Linked DNA regions of Macaca mulatta: region 2 is linked to region 1. A link is a contact called in public Hi-C data. All regions are on one chromosome and are shown on one strand. The core of a region is the stretch at or near the end of the contact, and the rest is flanking DNA. Distances in the headings are between cores, read along the strand shown.

Region 1 (6,894 bases), core at 3,365-5,864:
CTATATCGAACTCAAATACTGCCCCATTAAGAAGCCTTCCCTTACCCCCATCAAAGCCCTAGGAAAAATTAACAACTCTCCATTTTGGTCTTCCAAGACTTACCGCTTACACCTCCTCTGGCCATGTATTCTATTCTGCCTTGCATTAAATATAGTGATTCACATGTCTGTTTGCCTTTGATAAGCAGCAAAGGGTAAATAAATGGGAAATGGAAGCCCCCTGTGGACAGAGGCACTCCCTTTTGGTCATGACTTTTTATTTAGAAAACTCATCTCCAAAAAAGTTGAGTTAGTCAATGAACACTTGATACACCCCATCCTTGATTCATCAATCATTAGCATCTGGTACATTTGCTTTTTTTTCCTGAATCATTTGAAGGAAAGTTGCAAACATCATGACACTGATCCTTAAGTACTTCAGCATGTAAAACTTCTCATATAAAACCACAATGCTATTATCAAATCTAAAAAATGTGTCAATAATCCCATTACAAGATCTATATTCAGATTTCCACAGTTGTCTCAAAAATGTCTTTTCTAGCTTTTTTCTTCTTCTTGGATCCAGGATCCAATTAAGTTCATATACTGTAGTTAGTTATAATGCCTCTATAACCTCTTAATCTAGAAGAGTCATTCCTAGAAATAAACATTCTTCCCCATCGTTTCTTTAAACAGAGTTAGTACTTAACAAATGTTTATAAGATGGAATAAATGGGTGGATGGACAAACGAGCCCCAGTGATGCAAGATCCCTGGGCAGTTCCTCTAAGAAAAGAAAGAATTCTAGAGAAGGGACTTACAGCAAGTGTCCTTTGTGAAGTCACCAGGCATTGGGTAGGGAACCAAGTCATTGTTTTTGTGTGGCTGCTCATGTTCTGACCTCCATTTTTAAAAATCATGAGTTAGTCCTAAGGTCACTGGGGAAATGCCTCAAGAGTAATTGACTTAGAGAGAGAAGAGAATCTGGAGCTTCATATCTGACACATGAAAGGAAGGTCCCAGAGATGAGGAACTCATTGTCCCATGGAATGTCAGAGCTGGGAGAGACCTCAGAGATCATGTCCAACTTCCTGGCTTTTTTCCAGAGGAAAAAACCTGGGCCCATAGTGGTACAATGGCTTGTCCAAGGTCACACAGGACACCATTGCCTGACTCCCCATCCAGCTTCCTTTCCACTTTACCTGGTGACCACAACAATGTCTGGGCTCTTTGTCTGTCTTCTTCCCAAAGAGTTATGGTAACTTCCTCAACCTTCAAGTATCAAAGATCTCAAAATATTCAAGTCAAACCAATTCTCAGAAACATAGCGTTAAGCCAGTGACTGCTTCCTTGCTCACAGAGGACAGACTTATTTCTGAGGGTGTTTGTTACCTCCAGCAGGTGACGACTAACAAGAAAACAGCACCTTGAGCAGCCCCAGGGGAAGAGAGGTGAGACTAAAGCAGTGATGTCAGCAAGGGCTGGGAAGTGGGTGCCTCCATGTTCATTTTGCCTCTGCCATCTACTTTGGCCCAAACATGGCACTAAACTTTTCTAGGGCCCAGGAGCCTCATCTCTAAAAACAAATCATTGCAGAGCAGTTATCTCCATGATGGCCATCTGCAGGTGGGAATCCCTTTTGGGAACATAAGTGATAAATGAGGGAAATCAGGGTCAGCGGGGGTTGGATTTTCATTTCTAAAGATCTCAGTATAAGGATTTATTTAAAGCTACAAAATTGAAAATTCCCCGGTAAGTACTGTCCTCCCTCAGTATCTGTGGGGAATTGGTTCCAGGACCCTCACAGATACCAAAATTCATGAATTCTCAAGTCCCTTTAGATGAAATGGTGTGGGATTTGCATAAAACCTATATACATCCTTCTATATACTTTAAATCATCTCTAGATTACTTATAATACCTAATACAATGTAAACGCTATGTGAATAGTTGATATACTGTATTGTTTAGAGAATCATGACAAGAAACAAAGTCTGCATATTCAGTACAGACAAAGCCATCCATATATATATAATATACATAATATATATATTTAATATTTTGAATCTGAGGCCAATTGAATCCATGGATGAAGACCCCATGGACACAGAGAGCCGACTGTAAGAGGAATTTCTTATAGGCAACAGCAACACAGGTTGTGGCTGATGGAGGGTTTCATTAAACAGGGAAAAGAAGTGACTGGCTCAGTCATTAATGGGTTCAAAGACTGAGGAAAAGCCTCAATCATGGCTGAGGAGCAAGGAGCTCTTATACAGAAATTCCGGACTTGGACTTGAATTTGTGTGACCTTGGCTGAGCCACTTAACTCTTAGGAACCTCATCTGTTAAAGCAAGGGAATTTGGGTTAGAAATGCAGTGATTTTTAAATTTTGTTTTTTAGCTTCTAGCTGTACATTACAACCACCTGGGCAGGGAGTAAAATTGTGACCCCTATCCCCAATCCCTTTTCCTTGTGATTTCAGCAGCTCTGGGGGTAGGGGCCAGGCAATTCCTAAGTAGGCAGGACTGAGAAGTTCTGGATTATAGCATGTCCAAAGGCTGATTCTCAGAAGGGAATAAAGTAAATGCAGCAATGGAAAGGAACACTGGAATTCCTCAGCCATTCCAGGCACGCAGGCCTCGAACCATTGTACTCACGCGAATGCCTCACTTGCCTATTTCCCCCCAAGGCCAAGTTCCCTCTAGGATCAGGGCGAGACTCCCAGCAAGACAGTCAGCACTTTCCCAGCAATCTGCAGGAACACATGTAGTTTTCAGACTGAAAGGAGGATAGCAGGAAGTCTGGGTCCCTAAACACTCTGCAGGTATTGGACCAGATGTGTGGAGGTCCCACCTCCTCCTCCACACAGTGGGGTGGCCCCTGCAGCAGGTAAGAGACCAGCGAGGCCCCAACCACATCTAACAAGATGGCCGCTCCGTCGGCCTGGCTGGCTGATGCCAGCGCCAGCCGCTAGCTCCCGACATGCAGGACTTAAAGCATCTGCCAGACTGGTGCCGGCTTTTGATCAGTACCATGTTGAGCCAGAGACCTGCAGGGAAACGGCCAGGCTCCCTGGAGTCGACTAGCAGGAATCTTTCTTGCAACCTTGGGAGAGGTGCTTGAAGAATTTGAGCACAGATTTACAAGTGAGGTGCCGGCAGGGGGAAGGGGCGTGGGGGACTGCTTGACAGAGGCTGTCTTTTCAAGGCCAGGTTATTCCATCTCTGCTAAGGGAGGAGACACCCTTTCCTGGCTGGTGGTTGGAGCAGGCTTTCTGGGCTCCCTTTGCACATTTTGCTGCTCTGTCCTGGGGGTCAGAGGGAGTCTTTTAGCCTCAGCTCATGCATCTGGAATACCCTGAGACCACCAGGATGGGTCCCTAGTCTCCCCTGCGTCCAGCTCCACGGTGTGGTAGTAAAACCACAGCAGGGCCATTTACAAGACACTTGATGACTCCAGCCAGTCCACTGGCCAGAGGGCCTGCAGGAGGGCTCCTGTCTTCTTAATGAGTCCTCTGGGGCCTGGGCTGCTGTCCTTAGGAAACCCAGTCCACATCCTTGGCAGATATTCAGAGTCCCCCTAAAAGCTGTGTGCTAACATGGGGAGCCCCCTCCTCCTCTGCCCCCTTCCTGGGACACCAGGCCAAGTGTTAAGCAGAGGCCCAGCCCCAGAAACAACGCGTTTTGTGTCTGACAATAGCAGCCTACGTGACTTGAAGGACTCTGCTCTTAGTAAACCAAATGCACGCCAGTTTTGCTTATTTGCTCTAACCTTCAAAGAACCCAGAGGTCCCTTCCTAGTTCAACAAATAAATCCAGTTCCACTCTAGCGGGCCTCCTGGACAAAGTTCCATTGTTACGCCTTCCCTGAATGTCCACTGCTCGCTCCCTCTCGGGCACCCTAGCCCCATGCCTGTTCACCCTTCTTTCGTTTGGGGATAAATCAGCCTCCTTTTTTTGTTTTGTTTTGTTTTGCTTTAATTCTTTCCAAGGGTAAGGAATGTTGACACCCCCTGAACCATGCCTCTGATGTCTGCTTAGACTTCAGACGGCTGTATTTGAACGTGCGCTGACGCAGTCGGGCAGATTGGGTTAAACCAAATATTACAATTGCAAGAACTCATCTGGAACTAATAATTTTGAGGCCACCGAAAGTAAAAGGGCCCTGCTTTGGGGCTGGCCAGCGGCAGAGGCCAGCTCGGGCCGATGCTGCCACCTGCCGAGGGCGCCGGGAACAGGGCGCGCCGCCGCGGCCTTCCTGTTTTGTTCTGGCCCCGCTCACCGGCTCCCACGCAGACAGGTTCGCCAGCCAGCCAGACCAGGGCTATTTTAAAAGGCTAGCGCCTCTTCCCAGCCCTTGGTGTAAAGATAGCTAGTCTGGCTGTCCTGTGTCTTCGCTGAAAAAAAGACAACTTCCCAATTATAGAGCCGGGGCCGGCTACAAAGGCAGTTGCAGTCGGAGTCCGATTAAACATGTGCCCCGTGGATTACACAGATCATGTGTCAGTGGCTCGCCAAGGAGGAAGGCTCATTTAAGTTCAGGATTTTTATTTTGCGGGGGATGAAGGGGACGTACAACTCTGGGTTATGTCGGCGCATTGCTGAACTGCGAGTCACATGCCAGATCCAGAAATGATGAAAACATCTGTTTTTGCTTTAGACCAGCGAGGCTCTGGCGGTGGGGAGGGGCGCGGGAGGGACGGGCATGGCTTTGCTCACCAGCACCATCTGCTGAGCCTGCTGTGGAAACGCGTGCGTCCTCAGCACAATGCAGGTTGCCGCTCGCCCCGGGAAGGGGGAGATCAACAGGTGGGGGTCTCTGCCCGGGCGATCACTCTCCGTGGAGGACAGCCCCGATTGTGCCCTGGGGACTGTGCAATTCCGTATTGTCTCAGAGTGTTCACAACAAAGAGCTTTGTCCCTGGGGACTGCCCCAGGGCAGAGGAGGAGGAGAGAGAAGCAGCAAATGAATTCCCAGGTTGGGAAGGAAGGAGGTAAAGGGGGAGGGGAGTAGCTCCTTGGTGGTTTGCAGACAGTAAAATTTTGCTGTTCTTTCTGGCTGAAATCTACCAGAACAAAGGAACCACGTCTCTAGGAAAACTCCCAACTGCACTTCCCCCCACCGTCCCTCTTGCCTGCGATGGTAGCTTTTCCTCAGCATGTCTGAGAATGTTCCAGTATTCACAGAGACCTTTCTGGTCAGGCAGGGCTTGACCAGCCCTTCAACGTGCAATCCTCCCAGCCTCAAGAACCCAGCGCTGGGATGGTTCTGAATCGGAGCCATACTGACAGCCAAGCCAACGGCATTCTTTCGATGCACAGCAAATATTTACTGCCTGCCTGCTAGGTGCCCGGAACTCACTCAGCACAACTATTTGTCAGACAGTTTAAAAAACAATACAAATATGTCAGAGGAAAATGTATGTTTAGTGTCAAGTGCGTGTCTGAGACAATGACAGCTCTGAGTTCAGAGTTAAGGAGAGGATTGCAGACCTCGAATCTACCTTTCCTCAGTATTTGGGGGCCAATTCTGAGAAGAAGCTGGATTCCTCCAATTACGGGTTGTGTAGTCAAATCCCCTGAGTAACTGATTTTAATCAACTTGCTTCAGCTATGACCTCCAGCCCTCTGGCGTTAAACATAAATCCTCTACAGTTCCCATCCAAACGGTATCCATTACTCACAATCAGAATTGGGTGGGGACCTAGACTCCACTCCCAGGAATCTCCTGTGGGCCAGGTACAAAATTCTGAGCTACAGCCAGATGAGCTGTGCTTCCCAGCAACACAGAGAGGTTAATCCAAGGGAGAAAGACTTGGGTCAAATGAAAAGATCCAGGCTTGCAGACCTCATTAAGCACAGCGCCTCCCTTTACTTGTAGCTACCAAGCACACCCTCAGCTCTCTGCTGCCCACATGTGAGGTTCCCGGAAGAGCAAATACTGCTAATCCGGACCAAAGTCAGTCTCTTCCGTAGGCTCATTTTTGTCCACTTACCTATAAACTCCCAAGTTCAAAAAGGGAACGGATCCTCTCCATTCCATCCCTTCTTCCATCTCACCCCCAGATAAGTATAGAAAGAGCTGCCATTTGCGTGGGTCTGGAAACTTGACACTAAGGACTGAGTTGGAAAAAAGCCTCCTTCCCATTTTACAGCTGGGCAAAAAATGTAAGACCCATCCCGATCCTCAGAAATCTTGCCACCAGCTATATCCCCAGTGGCCACATCCATTCCCACAGGACTCACGTTCTTAAATTATTAGGGCGCAAACGAATCCCCAAGGCCATCTGCAAGTCCGTCGGTCAGTCACCTGCTCCGCTCTGATGCTGAAAGATTACTAGTTCAGGGAAACCATGCAATTCAACACAATCAACTTCACTTTTTGTTTCAGGCCTCAGAGGCTTAGAACATGAGACAGCACTTTAATCTGGTTTGGTACTGGACTGATGTGGAGAGTTCTGATGAATTTTCTTTGTTTTATAAACTGAGGAAACCTTGTCACTGACCCATATTTCTTTTCTGGACTCTTCTTGACAGTTTTCCTCATTTCTATCTGGTTTTGCAACAGATCTGTGTTTGAATCTATTGAGGGCTGAAATTTTTCATGCTGCATTGACAATTCTGAGCCCAGATTTTAGGGTGTTTTGTCAACATTCAGCAAAATAAAATCTCTGAACTAGGCTCCAGCAAGAGGGTAGAAAAACTGCAGATGAAAAAATATGTGGCATGAAAATAAACTTTGGTGATTTTGTGCCTTACTAGGCCTAGGATGCCAACCTCCCAACTATTTTTCCAGGCCTATATAAGACTCTCTTTTTCCTCATTATAAAAAATAATTTCTGTTGCCCCACTTCACTCCATACATCTTGGTGTGATTCTCTTCACACAGAGAAATAACCTTTGTTCAAGGCTCTGC
Region 2 (7,015 bases), core at 4,483-6,982, 540 kb before region 1:
AGACCTGAGCCCTCCACGTCCGCTTGCCCAGGGCAGGTCCCAGCAGGGTTAGTGCCAGGCGCTGTGCTGATTCTCCACCCCCTTCCCGGCCCCTCGGCTCATCTGCTGGCTTTCAGAACTCCAGCCATCCTGAATGGGTCTTTGTGCGTGCCCCAGGAGCTGGCTCGGAAGAGCCTGATGGAAATGCTGGACAGAGACGTCTCCTTTGGATCCAGGCACAGCCCATCGTGGTGCCATCTTGCGGGAGCCAGGCTTTTATTGTTCCACCAAGCTGCTCTCTCTGGGAGTGGGTTGGGACCTGGTGAATGGGGGAAATGTTCTGCACCCCCGACAGTGGGGTCATGGGCAGGGCCAAGGGGATGGCAGCACCTCTGTCACTTTCCCACAGCTCTCTTTCCCACGGTCAGTCTTTGCTACTTTGCCCCCCTGAGATGACTGTGATAATATTAAAAACAAGAGGCACCATTAATGGTCACTCGCAAGGTGCCAGGCATTGTGCTAAGGGTATCTTTCCATTGAATAAGTGTTCTCAAAGATGCCGTGGGATGTGTTGTCTTCTTATTCTCGTTTTACAGGTGAGGAAACCCAGGTTAGGAGATGTTAAACTACCTGCCCAGGTAATTCTGAACAGGAAAGTGAGCACAGATTGGATTCAACTCTGCCCTTACCTCCTCCTTCAGTCTTCAAGGTGTCTCTTTCCAATCATTGAGGTCCTAACACCACTTGCACTCTCGTTCCTAAGAAACCCGTGAGTTCCAGGGCACCAGCAGAGACAAAAGCCTGGTTCTGTCAAAATGTGAAAAGCCTCGTGGCCTCTGAGGTTCCTGTTTTTAATGCTGTCATACCCTTGTGCTTTTTTTTTTTTTTCTGAAATCAAGAGTATATTTTATTTTATAAGATAGAAGAAATCGTAGATGTGTAAGGAACACGTTGGAGTACAATTATAGATTGAAAATTTTGTTAAAGAACCTCATCTCCATCCTCAAAAAACAAAATGGTTTTATGAGACAAACAAGTACCACATAAGGGCTGGAGTGCAGGATGCATTTCGGATGTCGGCGATCCCAGCTCTGTCACCACTGCCACCGCTCTGGCCAGGCGTCCTCTGTGGATGCAGGGATGAGGGTTCATTCCAGGTGTCTGACTCTGAGGCTCTCTTTGGTTGGGTTGGAGAGTAGGCAGAACTCTTGCTTTTATTTTTTTAATAGATAGAAACAGTGGTGATAACGGCATCTGCTCACCTGCCTGGCTTCTTTATGTATGACAAGACTGTCACTTAGGAAGGGTGATTGATGTAGCTATCTTTTGGAGCAAACTGGATGACCCTTTTAGGGGAAAGAAGTGTTAACCGTGACTTTTAGAGCAGCTCTGTTAGCTGAGCCAAACAGCCAGCTGGGAAAGGCTGTATCTCTCTGTTTGGAAAAAGGCTATAAATAATCTATGGTAAACAAATAAACAAAAACATCAGAAGAAACACAGGTTAGATCTTCAGAAGAACTTCCTAGCTGTGCAGTGTGGTGAGATATCAGGCAAAATTGTAAGTTGTGCTCCAGAATTTGCTGAGCTCTCCTCCCCTCCCCTCCCCTCCCCTCCCCTCCCCTCCCCTTCGCTTCCCTTCCCTTCCCTTCCCTTCCCTTCTTCTCTTCATCTTTTTTTGAAAGAAAAGTTAGCTTCTCACCTCTCTAGGCTGTTATCTGTATAGCCTATACCATTCCCAAGATAGGGGAATGACCATTGACTATCATAGGCCTCATATAGAGAACCTTTATATCCATCTTTAACACACGACAAAAAGATGCTCTCTAGAATCTGAATCCCCAACATTGTGCCTGGTATAGTGTGTTATCCCCTCAGTGTGAAAAGTTAATGTGCACATTCCTAGCCACTACTGCCTTCAACCCCAGAAATGTCAATGCCGTAATGATGGGTAAAGAGTCTGAGTTGTTTTTCTATGAATTATTCTCCAAGTTGCTTTCTACAATCTTTTTTTTTTTTTTTTTTTTTTTTTTTTTGAGATGGAATCTCTGTTGCCCAGTCTGGTGTGGTGCAATCTTGGCTCACTGCAACCTCCGCCTCCTGGGTTCAGGTGATTCTCCTGCCTCAGCCTCCTGAGTAGCTGGGCACCCGCCACCACACCCGGCCAATTTTTTGCATTTTTAGTAGAGATAGGGTTTCAACATGTTGGTCAGGCTGGTCTCGAACTCCTGACCTCAGGTGATCCGCCCGCCTTGACCTCCCAAAGTGCTGGGATTACAGGCGTGAGCCGCCGCACCCGTCCTCTACAATCTTTACACTTCTCTCTGATATCCAAGGATTTTCACCAGAGCATGTTTCTTCATTAGACTATTGCTATCATCATGGATTATTGTTACAACTTGATTGTGGTGATATATAATAAATGCTTATGATGTGAGGAACGGAAGTATAAGTGCAGCAGATAAATACCCATCACAATCAAGATAGTCTGTAGAGGATTAATGTCCTAAGATGTAGGGTGTTGAACAAACAAAAATCATAAACAGCCATTAGCCCACTTCCAATTTCAGCCCCTTTCAACTCACTATGGTGTCATGCTCTGGTGTTTTTCTTGGGAGTCACTTGTTTCTTTTTTACTTTGCTATTCTCATTTCTGAGAATGGAACTTGCTATTAAAACAAATAATAGTTAAAGATAGTAGAGTTCAAGAGCTTAAGGGATAATTCAAGGCAGACACTGGAAAGAACTTTTTGATTGTGACAAGGAGGATATATTGAAGAAAACCTTGTTTAAATAGAGCAAGTGAAATTTACCTCTGGGGCATGGGCTACTTGAAGTTTGAGTAATTTTCTGGGTCTCAGTCCTTTAATTATGGGGTAACATGTGAGTCATAGGACAATGTCATCTTTGTGAAGAAAGCTGTCAATGTGTTTGTTGGACTTTGGTCAGTAGGCGATGCAGAATCACTTGTGACCAGCAGGCAACAAAGAATCACCATGAGGTTTGGAACATAAGAGTGACATAATCAGAGGCATGTATTAGGGAGACTAAACGAAAAGTCACATGTAAAATGGATTACGGCGGACAGATCCTAGCAGTAAGAAACCAAGTAAGAAGATATAGCAATAATCCAATCGAGAAAAAATGAAAACTTCACCGAGGGTAACTGCAGTAGGAATAAAAGAAAGGGACTAATTCAAGAAATACAATGGAGAAAGAATGGACAGAGCTTGGCAACTAAGCAGCTATAAAGGAGGGGCATGGGTGAGGGAGGAATTAACTATGACACAGTCACAATCAGATTTCCCCAGAGAGCAACTGGGCATTTGTCCAATGGCCAATGGGAGCAACTGAACTTTCTGCACTTTTCTTGCCGACAAACAAGCAGGGAGTAACAGTGGCCTGTTAGCTGTGCGAACTCCCCCATAACCTCTCATGATGAGGGGAGTATGACCCTGTCATAGGATGAGTCGAGATCAGAAATAGGGCAGTGGGTGCAGGTTTGTACTTCCCTGAGGGGTGATGCCATTTTATGGGTCCCATTGTCTTAACTCTTCATGGTGATCATATCTAATACTCAGGTTGCTTTTAGTTAGTGGGGCTCTCTCCACACACGAGTGAGGAGAATTCTGCAAAGAATTGGGAGGAAGAAATTTAACAGAAAGTGCCATGGCAATATCCTGCACCACCCACTGGCAGTGTTGAGTGACTTTTCGTGTTTTAAATTAGTTTCCACCCTCACTTTTTTTTTTGTATCATTTTCCTACTTATAAATTCAAGGCTATGGTACCAGATTTCCTTGGCTTTAGCAGTGAAATGGAAGTGACTTTTAATTAAGTCCTGTGTTTATTGCTGTGATGCCACCCAAAGGCAGTAGGCATTTGGAAATGTAGTGAAGATGTGGCACCTTAATGGCCTTCAAGATTAAAGAGTTTGGCATGGGACTCTCAGGCTTGTCTTCTTGGAGTCTCCCTGTGGGCCTCTCAGATTACCTGGCAGCGTGTTTGCTGACTCTAGGACAAGAAAAAAATATTCTTTTGCTAAACAAAGCCCAGGCAACCAAAGCTTTTTCTTTAGAGATCTACCTGGGCCCAGGGGGGTTTCCTCGTTTTATGACCCAGATTGGTCCCTAGCCAAAGACCTATGAAATTCCCCGAAGATGAGCAGCTCTTGAGTCCAGTTATATTCTAAATGAAAGACAAGAAACCTGACCCTCCCACCATCCCATTCGGTTTCCCACACTGAAGACTGCTGTGAGTTTAGGATTCTCTTTCCCTTCTTGGCATGGAAATATGAATCTCTACTGTTCATTAGTTGATATAGAAAAACCAAGCGCCCTTGTCATTAAGCCAGGCACATATCAGTTTGTAAAATTTCCTCAAAAGCATAGACATGTGGTTACTTCTGATTGTCAAGTACCCAGTGGGGGCTGAAAGTCTCTGGTTTGAGTGGCACTGGGGGCTCTCGGGAGAGCCCCCTCCCAGGAGAATGACCACCAGCGACCCTCTTGTCCAACATGCCAGGCTTTTTGATAAGGATGTTAGAACCGGATTAGGTTCCTAGAATTTATTTATCCATCTGCAAATGAGATTTGCCCTGATTTTGTGTCTTTTAAGTTAAAAATGGCAGTTTTTTACCTTGCGACCCTTTAGTTTCTGTCTGAGTAAGAAAGTTCTGCTCTGAATGATGGCTCCCATATCTCTGGACACATGGAGGTCATCTCATCTATGAGAATGAGTTCAAATTTCCCTTTTCAAGCGATCCTGTTTCCCCATCTGAAGAACGCCTTCAGACTCGGAGTGCAGTCCTGCAGCGCCGTGGCCTTACTAGCCATGAGTTAATGCCAAGAATCAAGGGCACACTTCTTTCTCTGATAAATTTTTGTTGTGGGAAAGACACTGGTTTTCTGGCAAGTATCTCTCAGAATTGCTCAGTTCTCAATGATCTGCTCTAGATTAGATGCTTTATTTATTATTCGTGGATAATTTCAAATTCCAAACTGGCTATACCACCGCTTGACCTGTTCTCATTAAGATCTCTCTCAACGCCTTCCTCTAAGCTAGAAATAGCTAGGGAATGTTCTGTATTCTGATGTAAGCATAATAGAAAATAAACAAAGAGGTGAATTTGTTGAAAAGTCATGGTGTAACAATTTCAAAATCAGGAAAAAAAAAACAACTTTAGACTACTCTAAATAATTCTTTGGAACTGAATTATTTCTACCCAAATATCATGATTATAAAAAAAAATCAAAGTTATGCATTACTGACTCCGTCTTCCTCCCAAAGCCAGAATTTACGAGAATGTGATTGCGATACTGAACCCTGAAGCTAGTTGAAGTTCAGGAATGAGAGGGTACTGACACATATAAATACTTCTTTCAACTTGTGATCCCGTGGGGCTTGTGCTAAAAGCCTCTCTAGCCCTTTCTCAAGACAGTCTTCAAGGGAGCCGGCCCTGAGCCATCCTGTCCGTCCTCTGAAATGGGATGAAGCCCAATCAGGCGAAGTAAAATCGGAGTGAAAATAGGTTGCATCTCATTCTGTCTTTGGGAAAACCGTCCTGTGCCTACTCCACCTTAAAAGTGAAACGTGCACTTTTTGTGTGCAGAGACTGCACGAAGTGGGCCCCCTGCTCTTTTCAGGGAGGGAATGTAAGCAGATCTCTGAAGAAACCACTTGGCTCAGCAATTTTAGGGCTTGTTGTAATTGGCCTGGCCTAAAAGAATTCAGCAAGCTGTACCTGTGCCAAGGAAAATGCAAACGCTTCCCTGAAACAGAGGCGTTTAGAATGGAGGAGAGGAGCTGGGCTCATCTGTGAGTCTGAGTAGAACAGCAAGGGGCACAGGAGAGCTGCAACATTGGAGAAGCTCCAAAGAGGCTGTTTCCTTGCTTAGCCACGGGTGGAAGTCACATCCACTGAACTGTCCCCTGGCAGGGTGAGTGGGGTCTGCCGGAGAAGGATCTAGAGTGGGAGGCTTCCTCCTTCCATTCTCAGCCTCCTCCTTGCCCTGAGGAGTACGCCCCCAGTGTGGCCAGCTGCTCAGTGGTCCTCTTCTGGGATCAGCCTCCACTGCTCTTATCTGGACACCGGGGACTAGGAATATTCTCTCTGACATTCCCAGGCCAGGATGACACTACCTATAGACTGACTGCTCCTGATTCTTTGTGGTGTCTGACGTGTCTTTTCTGTTAAAAACAAAACCTAGCAATGATTCTTTGGATATTCTGTTATTTTCCCTCACAGCACCCTATAATCCTTTGCAGGAGTTTTATACTTGGCTGTGCTTCTCCCCTTCACCTGTTACTCTGTGACCCCTGGAGGGTCGGTCTCGTCATCCCAGTCGGGTTCCTGATGCTTACCATGGTCTTTGGCCAAGAGTAGTTACCAAGCAAATGATTGTTAACTGACTAATAGTAATTCAGGTTACTGTGGAACTTGATTTCTACTTCTATCCTGTATCTTGAGCATATAGGAGGTGTCTAGTCAATACTTGAAGCATTCAGATTTTTCCTGTTAATTAACAATCTTTTGCAGCCAGGAAGGTGCCCTTTGATTCTCTCTCCTGAGAAGTGAGCTAGTTGGGAAATGGAGACACCAAGTCTTATGATGAGTCTAGCTTTCTTTCTGTTTCTTTCTACTCAGAAGATCTTTCAGTGCCTGGCCTCCTTCTTCCTCCTCAACATTTACCCTTATTCCTGCCTCTCATCACCGCTTGAGACCCTGAGATGGTCTTGGAAACGTCCCAGATATCTTAGACCTCTCATGCAGTTTCTCCCTTCACATCTCCCTACCTCTCAATTTTTCTCCCTTTTTCTTCATCCCCAAACTCTGTTTTTCTCCTCTGCCTGAGCTCAGGGTTCCCTCTGCTCAATCAGAGGTCAATTCTTGAATGCTCCATTTCTCTTATCTGACACCCTCATCAGCTTTGCACCCGTCTTTGCAACCCTGTCCAGGATAATATCATGAAAGCAACTCCAAACACATACCACATACTGGCCCCACCCAAAGCCCCGTAGTATTTAGTCTTTCCTTTTTA

Evidence for each region. A called contact is a pair of places that touch in the nucleus more often than the background predicts.
Region 2: a Hi-C map of fetal cortical plate shows a contact between it and region 1, with 5 times the contacts expected there. The contact joins two enhancer-like sites. A contact is called at or near these places in 7 of 14 Hi-C or Micro-C datasets (CD4 T cells, cortical neurons, fetal cortex germinal zone and 4 more).

Annotation. Positions count from the first base shown.
Region 1 is chr14:122,322,376-122,329,269 of T2T-MMU8v2.0, reverse strand. No RefSeq gene overlaps it. Among named protein-coding and RNA genes, the nearest start is that of SORL1, 200 kb to the right of the region's middle. Within about 2 kb of position 4,614, at least 21 of the 40 cell types and tissues checked have an H3K27ac peak or open chromatin away from gene starts, as enhancers often do.
Region 2 is chr14:122,863,103-122,870,117 of T2T-MMU8v2.0, reverse strand. All of the region lies in intron 2 of LOC106993508 (a long non-coding RNA gene), which reads left to right. Among named protein-coding and RNA genes, the nearest start is that of BLID, 52 kb to the right of the region's middle. Within about 2 kb of position 5,732, at least 5 of the 40 cell types and tissues checked have an H3K27ac peak or open chromatin away from gene starts, as enhancers often do.